Regions from separate parts of the Oryctolagus cuniculus genome. Here regions 2 and 3 are each linked to region 1. The links are chromatin contacts, called in public Hi-C maps. All regions are on one chromosome and are shown on one strand. Each heading gives the region's core, a stretch centred on a gene start, on an enhancer-like site or on the middle of the called end of the contact. The rest is flanking DNA. Distances are from core to core; before and after follow the strand shown.

Region 1 (3,859 bases), core at 826-3,325:
TATTTGAGCAAGTATTACAAGCAAGTGTTTGAGAGGATAAGAAATTGGAACTCTCATCCATTGCTATTGGCAATGTAAAATAGTGTACATATTTTGGAAAACAATCTGGCAGTTAGACAACCACTTAAACATAGAGATCACATATGACCCAGCAACTCTACTCCAGGAGAGCTGAAATCGCATGTCCAAACAAGGCCCAGCCCACAGAAGTTCATAATAGTAGGTTTTCACTTCCTGGTAGTAGTCTAAATGTGGAAATGACTCTTAACGAATGGAAAAGCAAAGTGTTTTATAGCCATATCATGGCGTATTACTCAGTCATAAAAATGACACATCTAGTACAATCTAAAACATGAGTGAGAGGGTGGGCATAGTGGTACAGTGGGTTAAGCTGCTGCTTTTAACACTGGCATCCCAGTGGGCAACAGTTCGAGTCCCAGCTGCTGCACCTCTGATCCAGCTCCTTGCTAATGAACCTGAGAAGGCAGTTGAAAATGACCCAAATGCTTGGGACCCAAGTGGGAGACCCAGATGATGTTCCAGGCTCCTGGCTTTGGCCTGGCTGGGTCCCCACCATTGCAACCATTTGGAACATGAACTAGCAGATGAAATCCAACCCCACCCCGTCTGTACCAAATAAATCAATAAATCTTTAAAAACTAAGATAAAATATTAATGAATCTTTAAAATATTGATAAGAAAAATAATCTAGATACATGAAAATGAAATATAGAGAAACGATAAACCCATAGAGACAGAACCTAAATTAGCATTTGTTAGGGGTTAAGGGAAGGGGATAAATGGAAGTTGATATTAGATAGTATGGGATTTGTTTTTGTGGTGTGAATATATTTCGGAATTACATGGTTGTGATGAACTCACAACTTTATGGTTATGCTGAAAGTCACTGAAGTGTACACTTTAAAAAGGTGAATTTCATGGTATATTTTCCTCTAGATAAAAAATGAATACAAATGAACATCGTGAGACAAAACATGTACAGATGAGATAGAGAGACGGACGCTACTACCACTGATGACTATAAACTAACACATCTAGATACAACAGCAATACAATAACTTACTCCCATTTTTAAAGGAATTTCAACTTTGCAACAAAATTCACAACTACATATAAAATCATTTATTTAAATGATGTTGATTTAATGAAGCTAGGAAGTCTTTATTTTCAATTTACCTATGCAGTAGGTGTGAAATCTTACCTAAAGACTTTAATCTTAACAGACATAACAGGACTTGATATATTTGGGCTACTCTTTAAATACTTTTACCTCATATCATTGTTTCAACAAATTTTCAGCCATGATCAGTAGTTTCATTCTAATTTTGTTCTGATTTTGTTCTTCTTTTCAGTATGAGATCAGAACAGAGAACTTAATGGTTTTATTCAAGATTGTACCATAAATCAGTGATGGAGCAGTACCAGCCTCCAGACCCCCATTCTTAAACTATTTCTAAAACACACAGGAGGGAAAACTCACACAAAGAAAAATATCTGTTAAAGACTTGACAAGGACCTGTTCCCACTAGTTTCAAAAAATCAAGTCAATATATAGTTTCATCATAGTGAATTAAATATTCTTTCACTTTTTAGTAACTATTAGTTCTGTGATTGTAAAACAGAATATTCATATCATTCTGTTATTCTTTGGAAAGACATTTTGGCTCTGAATAGTTCACCAAATAAACTAGGTTATACATGCAGGATGCTAATCTGTTTTTAGAAAATAGCAAGACAGATGGAGAAGTCATTATGAATAAAAATAGATCTGTTCCTCAAACGGATTCCTTAGCAGAGGTGTTTAAAAATCGTCAAAGAAACTGAAGGCATCAGGTGAAATCTAGCCTGTTGCTCTGACACACTGTCTGGAAGTGACTAATAGGATATTGACAGGGGATTGGTTTAAGCCTGGAGCCATATCTAAGCTGGACCTCCAGTACTTTCCATTATCAGAAGCTTTTTTTGTGCCACCTAGATTTCCTTGGCTGTGCCACTGGAAGTTCTGACTGGAACTGAATGAACGCAGTGTTTGTTGGAATACTGCTGATCCGCTGACTGTAATTGGATTAACTGACATCACCCAGTGTGCTGAGCCCTGTGAAATGCCTCAGCAACCAAACTCCACCCTTGAGTCAGAGTTTGGTAATCCCTGGAGGCTCACAGACATCCACGTGTTCGGCATGACTCATGCAGCTGCTATCTGGAGACAGTTGCTGGATAAAATGCCCTAATAAGTGTATACTCATTATACTTCCTTTATCCTACCCCTCTTGGGTTATTTTGATTCTGACTAACAAAAAAGAAATAGAAAAGCACAAATGTCTTTGGAGAGAATTATAAGTCCCAATCGCCTGATGGCTTTTGTTTATAGGGAGAAAAATAGCCCAGAAACAAAGGCAGAAGTCAGAAATATAAAGGAGGAAGATTAAATGCCAGGATATTAGCACATATTTATTTGTGCTGATCTTAAATAAAAAGAAGTTTTAAATAATGGCATGTGATTTTATTGGGACTTTTGTCTCTTGTGAAAGACTGTTTGCTTTAAATTAACCTCTCGAAGGCTTCAAGTAGAGTACCAGGGTTCATGTTTCAGCTCAGTTCTTGTTCTTGATTCCAGTTTCTTGCTAGTGCATGACCTCAGAGGGAGGAGGTGATGGCTCAAGGGGTTGGGTCCCTGGGACCTATGCAGTAGAACTGGATTGAGTTCTCAGCTCTCAGTTTTGCCCTAGATAGTGGTCATTGTGGACATGTGGGGAACAATCCAGTGGATGAGGGCTCCCTCCCTCTTTCTTTCTTTCTCTCTCTCTCTGTCTCTTCTAATAAATAAAGTTTGGGGAAAAAAGGATGAATAAAACAGGAAATTGGGCTCCATTGCTCCACAGTAAGCTGAACATCAACAAGGTTTATAAATATTATTGGACCTGACATATCATCTTCTTCAAACTAAATTTAGTCTCACTGTCATAGAAACGTTAAATAACTCTATCTGTTGGAGTTCAAAGGTGCCAAACCACCTTTATCCATGGATAAAGCAGAAACAGATATGACATGAGAAAGAAGGGATTGTTGGCACAGGAAATGAGGAGAGGGCTCTGCAATCTGCAACCAACTTTGGGGAAGGGAAGTCTAGAGGGTTGGTCCTGCTAGTTTTATGAACCACTCAGTGATCAGAGTGAAAAGGAAGCCTGTGGTAGGCTGTGCCCTGGCTCTTGGGGCAGTCAAGGTGGTGTTTGTTGAGAAGTTCCCAGAAGATGCCAATACGGTGACTTGTGTGCACCCTGGGAGCCATTTTTGGGGAGCTGAGATAGTATGAAACCTTTTGACCCACAATTGCAGTCCTTTCTCTTAGCTACCAAAGCTTAACCTTTTCAGAGAAATTAAAGGAAAGAAATGGAGGGTTGGGCATGTGGCCTCGTGGTTGATGTTAAGACACCCAAATTCTACATGAGAAAATGTGCGTTCAGTTTCTAACTCTGGCTCTAGACTACAGCTTCCTGCCAAGGCAGACCTCAAAGAAAGCAGGTGGTGGCTCAAGTAATCAGGTCCCAGTCACTAATGTAGGGGACCTGAATTTCTGGTCTCTGAAAACTTATCCCTTTCAATTAGAAGACTGACTGTAAGTTAATCCATAGAAAAACATGTGTTAAATAAAAATCCATCCATTTTTTTTTTACATCAAATTTTCATGTTAAGTCCACACTTCAGAAGAACAATTGAAGGTAGTATTTGTGACATTTTTCAAGTTAATATGCACACAGTATTGGCAGTTCTATTAGAACATTGGAGACAATATAATTGTCAAAGGGATAAGACAAAGTTGAGATCCACACATCTTTCT
Region 2 (3,859 bases), core at 710-3,209, 1.5 Mb after region 1:
TTTTTTCTCTCAATAACTAAGGTACTGATTGTTCCTCACCTTTCTCTATCTTCATACTTCATGCTTGAAGCCAACACTTCCAGAGAATTCAAGGCAAGAGACAGTCAAAGCACAGCTGCGTCATCAATTTCCATCCCACTGGACCCATTTCAGTTCAAGGCAAGGAGCCACCAGAAGCATGTGGGAACGGAAGAGGGGCCCTCCATGTCTATACCCACCGGCTTTCTGGACCCAGGTGGGAACAGCTGGCTCAGCAGCAGTGCAACAGAGCAGACTTGCCAAGGCTCCCCCTGCCCTAATCTCTGAGGAGCTCTTTCAGCTGCTTGCCATGTACACTGAGTCATGGATTTCAAGAGCATTTTTTAAAAAATGGAAACACCTCCCTACTTGAAATGTGATTCTGCTACTAAAATGAAATGGTCAAAATAGCAAAGAACTCCACCGCTGACGCCCTGTGTACCTTTCATTCTTCCAGCTTGAGTCTATGCTGAAGACGATTTTTAACCACTAGAAGCAATTCTCTTTGGGCTTATATGTGGGCAAACAGATTAGCATCTTCCCCAATACTAAAGGTCAGGTCACTAGCCAAAGAAAACCTAACCTGCTTTGTGAGTTTGGAGGGGAAAAAAAGTGATGAGACGGTAAAGGAATGGCAGCAAGGATGAGGAAGGAAAAGGGGGGAAGAAAGCTAGCGTGGTCTGTCCCAATGTGATATGGTGTCATGAGGGTGAGAGTGAAGGCGCTCTTCAGATTTCCTGAATAGCTTTTCTTAGCGATAGATTCATAACTCAGTCACTTTTCCAGAAAAGCTCATCACCCTGAGTACCAAAAGTAGCTAAGGCTGCCTCTGACTCACTTTCCCTTCATAATTGAAATGTTTTCGGGTTTTCAGTACTCACACTCTGCTTTACCTTCGTGTCTATCCTGAATCCATCTCTGCATCTCTGCTCTGCACCCGGGGAAAGCTGAGAAAACGTTCTCAAAGAAAGAGGAGCAAGACTTTGAAAGTCATTCTGATGCGGTTGGGACTGCTTTTGGTTAGATGATTCAGCCCATTTTTGTGGATTTCCCAAGATGCTTTCTGAAACTCTGTTGAAAAATATCTTGTATGATCTTGTAACAAATTAAACAAAAGACAAACCACCAAGTGCTTGCCTGTTTGAGTAGGCTAACCACAAAACTCTGATTCATGGTGACCCGTGGTGGAGGAGTACAAGACCCGTATCACCACTTAAATTCCAACTTTCACAAACTCCGACCCAGCACTTTTTTTTTTTAGGGGCTTAATGAAAGCTAAGCAGGCGGGTTGGCTACCTTTTTAATAGCCCTGGAGTTCATTATATAAAGATGCTTTAAAAAAAGATTTTAGGTAACATGCGCCTTCTTGCTGGACTTTGGCAAAATGCTTTAACTGCATCCACTTGCACTGTTTTGCCATCTTCAGTTTTCAAAGACTTGGGGGATGGAAGTTTTTGTTGCTGCTCTTATTTTGTTTTAATTTTAGGAGCTAAATAATCACTTAATATATGCTTTCCTTAACAGTTAACCAAGTGATTCATGCGTTTTGTTGAACTCTGATTTTCTTTCCGACTGCACACACCCACATTGCTTTGGAGGCTTACTCATACAGCAAAACAATAAGTGCCAAATCTGTTTCTCACCAACCATGTCCCTAGCCAGGCTTTTCCCAGCAGACTTCATGCCAATGGAATTTCTAGCACACCCACTCTTCCTCCTTGTTGTTATTGTTGTTGTTGATGTTGTTGTTGGGTGTTTTCCTCTGGCCTGAAAAAGACAGATAAATCTAGGCTTTCACTTATCTCTGGGCAACAAAGAAACATATATTTTCAACACACACCGCCCTGCCTAGCTCTGTGATGTCCTTTATCCTGCCATCACACACAAGCCACATAATGCACTCATTCACACACAGCTTCCTGTTCTGAACAATGACCCCTCCTTCCAACTGCCAGAAAGCTTATTCTCCAGCCGTCTGGGAGATGTCCTGTCCCTGGGGATGGCTTTGGAAATCTGAACTTGCGATTTTGGTGAAGAGCCACAATGTCAATATTATTTGCTTGTTCTTTTTAGTGGTGGTGTTTCTACTACTCCTCTTTCTGGAACTGAAACTTCAGCCTTTGGAGACTTCATGAGTTACTAGGAATGCACAGACTCAGGAAAACTTAACACACCAAGAGAAGGAGTGGCATCATGTATTTTGCCAAAAATCATCTGAAATTTCCTGTTTTCCAAGTCTCGGATGTAATTTTACCTTTGAGGTCAAATTTTCTCTGTTCCTGGGAATTTTCAGCTCTTTATTTTTAATTTATTTAAGGACTTACGAAAAATACTTAATGTTATTCTTATTAAATATATACAAATACTTTATTTTAAAAATTATTTTATTGGAGAGATACAAACAGATTTTTCACCTTCTGGTTCATTTCCTGAATTACTGAAACAGCTGGGACTGAGTCAGGCTAACACCAATAGCCAGCAACTTGATTCAAGTCTCCCACACTGGGGGCCAGGGACCCAACCAATTGATCTATCACCTGCTATTTCCCAGTATACTCACCAGCAGGAGACTGGAATCAGCAACAAGCTCTCCAATATGGAATGTGGGAATTTTGATAAGCATCTGAACTGCTAAGCCAAATGCCAGCCCACAATTACCTTTTTAACAAAATGCTTTGTGCGCTAGATTTATTAGATTTGAAACCATATATATCCATTTCTCTTCAAGTATTTGTTAATTTATCACAAAGGTAAAACAAGCCTCAAATGTATAAAAATGTTCACTTTACCCTAAAACTCGATAAAACATTTTCAGACATTTAACAGTTTGTGAACAATTAAAAAGTTACATCAAGTAACTTACTTTAAAACGTGTCTTAAATCAGCAAGAACCGGCCGGCGCCGCGGCTCACTGGGCTAATCCTCCGCCTTGCGGCGCCGGCACACTGGGTTCTAGTCCTGGTCGGGGCACCGGATTCTGTCCCGGTTGCCCCTCTTCCAGGCCAGCTCTCTGCTGTGGCCCGGGAAGGCAGTGGAGGATGGCCCAAGTGCTTGGGCCCTGCACCCCATGGGAGACCAGGAGAAGCACCTGGCTCCTGCCATCGGATCAGCGCAGTGCGCTGGCCATGGCGGCCATTGGAGGGTGAACCAACGGCAAAGGAAGACCTTTCTCTCTGTCTCTCTCTCTCACTGTCCACTCTGCCTGTCAAAAAAAAAAAAAATCAGCAAGAACCTAAATATAATTTTCATTCTATAATCTTTATTTGCATCATATTCAATTATAAATAATGTATGTATACATAGAATGTAGCAGTTTTACGGCCATAGAGGAAAAATCTTCAATTAAATTTTTAACATTTTTAAGAACAAAGGCTAATAGTTCCTCCATGGTTAAAAACATAAACTTGCTTGTTGTTTCTGAATAGTGAAACAAATGCAAACATGAACCATCAATGACATAACATTGGATTCTATAGAAACTTCCTAAGAAATCAATCTCTAATCTATGTTCACCTGAACTCCTTCTTTGAAAGTGCCAACCAACTTAATACTAATTTTAGCCAAAATATAGCCTTCTGAGCAAGATCATCTCCTCTAAAAATTTCCTCCATCAAACTGAACGTTTAAAATAGAAACACGGCACACTTCCCCTGAAAAATCACCCTAAAATTATTCTGGAAAATGTTCAGCCGTGTCATGTATTGTTAAAGCTGCGCAGGTGCTGTGAATACCCCATCATCTGGCTATCTCCCTGCCTGTGCTTAAAAACAGGGGAGCGTCAAGTGCTCTGGGACCACTAGATGCAGGGAACATAGCGCAGTGCTTTGCATGGGGTCAGTAG
Region 3 (3,859 bases), core at 730-3,229, 1.1 Mb after region 1:
CTGGCAGTCCCCGATAAACATCTTAAAACACTTGTTCTCCTTGACACCCAAAATGCATTGCACAGCAAGTTACTGATACCACTACGACTTCCTTGATTTAGGGGCTACCTTTTCCCTTCACCCAACTCTCCTCTATTTGTTCTGGAATGCCTGACCCTCCGTTGTTCATTTACTCTGATTCTTGATTCCTTTAATAATATTAGGACCAACACCACAAACTTGAGAAAACCTTCTCCCCAAATTACCATTTCCCACATACTACCAGCTGCTGGTGACTGAAGACTTTGCCCAAGCTGTGGATGGGTCAAGGCACAGGCATTTCCGTTCCTGGAAATAGACACAAGGCACATGTCCCTATGGAGGGCCAGTTCTGCCTCTGTCGCTGAATAAAGGCCAAGACCATCTGCATCTACTACACACAACAGGTACAATAAAGATACTTCTCTTAACTTTTGACTCACACAGTTCACTTTCTGGAATCTTACAGCCTCATAATCCTAAATCACTCGTCTTCCCAAATTTAATACACGAGATCTTCTAAAATTATTTTACATACACCTTTCTTCAGAAATATTTAAAAAAGGGTATTAATCACACTCTATTCTAAATTAGTGGTTATAATTGTTTTCTGTTTTGAATTTTAAAAATGCTTATTCTTCATGTTCCTGGAATTTTTCTTTAAGATGAACATAACAGTGTATTTTAGGAGATAATTTTTATTAAACACACACACACACACTGAATGAGAGTCTCAACCTAATTTGAATTGTTTACACATTCGTGGGAAAACCTAGTTGTTAACCTTGGTGAGGGTTCTTTGAGATTGCCTTCTGCAACATAAACAGATTTCTTCCAATCAGAAGTAAACACCGCATTTTCACAGAATGAGGGTTATTGTATGACAACAAACAAAAGGACGTTTAAGCTATACACGCCTGGTCCTCAAACTTCAGCTGGCACTACTGGGGGCTTATGAAAACACACGAGCAGGGTTGGAGACCTTAGACGCTGCGTTTCTAACAAGCAGAGGTAAGCTTCGCTCCACAGAATCTGAGCGCACTGGCTCCTCGATCCTTTTCCTGAACCTCAGGCTCAACCGATGTGTGCACCTGACGGTGCCCGCCGCCGGCCCCAGGGTGGGCAGCGCAGCGCAGGGACCCTCGGGTGGGGGCGGGCCCCAGGCTCCCCTCACGCAGGGTCCCGGGGGAGGGGGTGGAGGGTCGCCCACGACCCGTCCCCCAGGTCCCCGCCAGCCGACCCTGCGGTCCCCTCAGCAAACCTGCGCCCCGCGCGCCCCCTCCCCGGCTCCGTGCAGCAGTCCTGCGGAGCGGGACGCACAGAGGGACGGGCCGGAAGCCGGGACCCCGGGGGAGACAGGGACAGCCCGCGGAGGCCAGCGCGGCCCCGCGCGCTGCACAGGGAGGGGGACGGAGCACCAGCGCGAAAGGGACCGCGTGGGACGCCGCGGGTGTGAGAACGGAGGGGAACCGGACGCAGCTGAGTGGGACAAAGACGGACGGAGCGGCCGCCAGGGAGCAAGCTTGCGTAGGGTGCTTTGCCGGACCCGGCCGGGCCCGGCTAGGGTCACACCGACGGATACGCAGGGGCCCGGGCGGGCGCAGTCCGGCACGGTTCCCCCCAAAGCGGCTCCCTCAGCCCGGCTTCCCCGACCGCCGGCCGACGACGGCGCTCGGCCGCGCACCTCCCAGCACCGACTCCTCCGGCGCGCGACGGCCCGCGTCTTATATACCCTGCTAAAAATAGCCTGCGAGGCCGCCTTCCAATCAGAGAGGGCAGAGTTCGAATTGAGCCAATGAGGAGGGCTGTGATGGAGAGGCTCGGTCACGCCAGGCGGGGCCGCTGCGCGATGTCGCTCGCCATTGGCCGGAGCTGACATCATCTGCGCGCGGCCCTCGGACCGGGCGCGACCGGATTGGGCAGCGCGCGGGGCGGGCGCGCGGCGAGTCACGTGGGGGGAGGGGGAGTGGGGGGAGCCAGCCCGGGGAGGAGGGGGGAGGCTGGCAGAGGAGCTTTGAATAGGGAAGTTTTGCAGGGGTTACGTTTGCAGTCAGTCCGGTGTTTGCAAATATTGTGTGGGCTCCGCGCGCGCGCTGCGGGCTGCGGGAGGGTCCGGACCGGGGCGTCTGATTGAGTTTGCATGAAACTTTCACCTGCCCTGGCGGGGAGAGTTTCGGCTCCGACTCCAGAACGCACACCTCCCCGTGTTCCCGACAGCGGGGACTGTCTTTTCCAACCCGACATGGATGTGCTCCCAATGTGCAGTATCTTCCAGGAACTCCAGATTGTGCACGAAACGGGCTACTTCTCGGCTCTCCCGTCCCTGGAGGAATATTGGCAACAGGTAAATAGGGATTTTTTTCTCACGTGTCCAGGGCGCCGAGGAGGGAGTGCGTGGAGGCGCCAGGCAGGGTGGTGTGTGCTCGGAGGTGCAGCTTTGGATGAGGATGATTGCTGTGGTTCGAGTCATTTAAAAAAAAAAAAAACAAAAACAAAAAAACATGGAAATCCTGATCTCGGAGCGCCCTTCGGCACGCTCGGGGGTCGCTCTGCAGCGCGCCGCGGAGTTGACAGCCGAGCCGAGCGAGCCCGGCTCCGCGGTGCCCGGCGTGTTTTTTCCCTGCCACCCGAGCGTCTGGAGCATCCACCCCGGGGGAAACCCGAACTCCTCGGCCTGATCCCGGCCCGAGCCCTTGGCACGAGTCTGGCGTTTGTACCGGGTCCAAACTCCACAGCTGGACGTTGTCATATGAACGCACTCGCACGGACTGCCAAGGCATTTTTTTTTTAAGATTTTGTTTTTGTTTTGCTGTTTGGTGTGTATCCATACAGCTTTTTTTTTTTTTAATCTTAACATTTTTGACAACGAAACATAGATCTAGGGCATTTCCCATTTGTTTTCCTTGTTTGGAATTCTTAACATGAACCTAGCTCTGTCTTATTTTTCTTACTTGCTTCTCTTGTTGACCAGGAAAAAAAAAAAAAACTGTTTGCACACACCAGTGACTTGTCAGTCATATGACAGGCAGCCCTTCCTAATTGCCTCAAGTCTTAGTTTGGGAAGAAGAACCCCTGTTTCCGGCATTTTACTGGAACTGGAATGTGGGGCATTGGGAATTTTAGAAACTTAATTTTTTTTTTCTCCTTCTAAAAACCTCGGATTGCCTGAGGAGAGAGACTCCAACACTTGCCCCATTGTCTATAAAAAGATAGCAGGAGGGTCCCCGTGTTGTGTCTCTGCCCTGACGAGCTGTTTGCTTTTTGTCACAGAGTGAATTAGCTGATCAAATAGGTTCTGTGGGTTTCCAAGTCTAGAAAGCTTTTAAGAAGGATGAAATGCGAAGTGTTGCAGCCTTCCGATGCCTGCTTAATTGTTCCCGATCCTCTCCTGCCTTCCTCTCCCCCTCCCCCCTTTTTCCTCCTCAAAGACAGGACGTGATTGAAATTGATCTAAGTAGTTTCCTTCGGGCATTTGGGATTTGGGCAACTAGCCAGACTTGGCTCCTGGTGGCCTTCAGAGGCTTTTAAACTCTCTGAGAGCTTGGTTGAGGTCCCTGGTGCTCATCAGGATAATGGAGATTTTAAATTAGCCAGATTATGAAAGTTTAACAAGATCGCAATAAATGTGCTTTCCTGTGTCTTTGGAACATCAATAAAATAACATCGCCGCCTCTCTTTGGAACACTCTCGTATGCACTGTAACTCAGACATCTAATTTTAGGGGGAGAGAGAAAACAATGATTTTACCCCTTTGCTTGCTCATGCTTGCTGTTTTGATGAGTCTGTGGGGAGGGGGCAGGATGTGCATATATTACAATAGAAGGCACACTGCTAAGTAAGC

What was found. Hi-C and Micro-C count contacts between places; a contact is called where the count stands out from the background.
Region 2: a Hi-C map of embryonic fibroblasts shows a contact between it and region 1, with 4 times the contacts expected there. The contact joins two enhancer-like sites. A contact is called at or near these places in 2 of 6 Hi-C or Micro-C datasets (embryonic fibroblasts and psoas muscle).
Region 3: a contact with region 1 is called in a Hi-C map of psoas muscle, with 5 times the contacts expected there. The contact joins the promoter of KLF6 here to the enhancer-like site in region 1. A contact is called at or near these places in 3 of 6 Hi-C or Micro-C datasets (embryonic fibroblasts, psoas muscle and skin fibroblasts).

What each region holds. Positions count from the first base shown.
Region 1 is chr13:91,761,551-91,765,409 of mOryCun1.1, forward strand. No RefSeq gene overlaps it. Among named protein-coding and RNA genes, the nearest start is that of PGER5, 1.1 Mb to the left of the region's middle. Within about 2 kb of position 2,076, at least 6 of the 8 cell types and tissues checked have an H3K27ac peak or open chromatin away from gene starts, as enhancers often do.
Region 2 is chr13:93,225,797-93,229,655 of mOryCun1.1, forward strand. No RefSeq gene overlaps it. Among named protein-coding and RNA genes, the nearest start is that of TRNAA-UGC, 96 kb to the right of the region's middle. Within about 2 kb of position 1,960, at least 3 of the 8 cell types and tissues checked have an H3K27ac peak or open chromatin away from gene starts, as enhancers often do.
Region 3 is chr13:92,834,536-92,838,394 of mOryCun1.1, forward strand. It overlaps KLF6 (KLF transcription factor 6), which reads left to right and starts at 1,980. Exons shown (of 4, transcript XM_002720810.5): 1 at 1,980-2,362. The coding sequence starts at 2,159.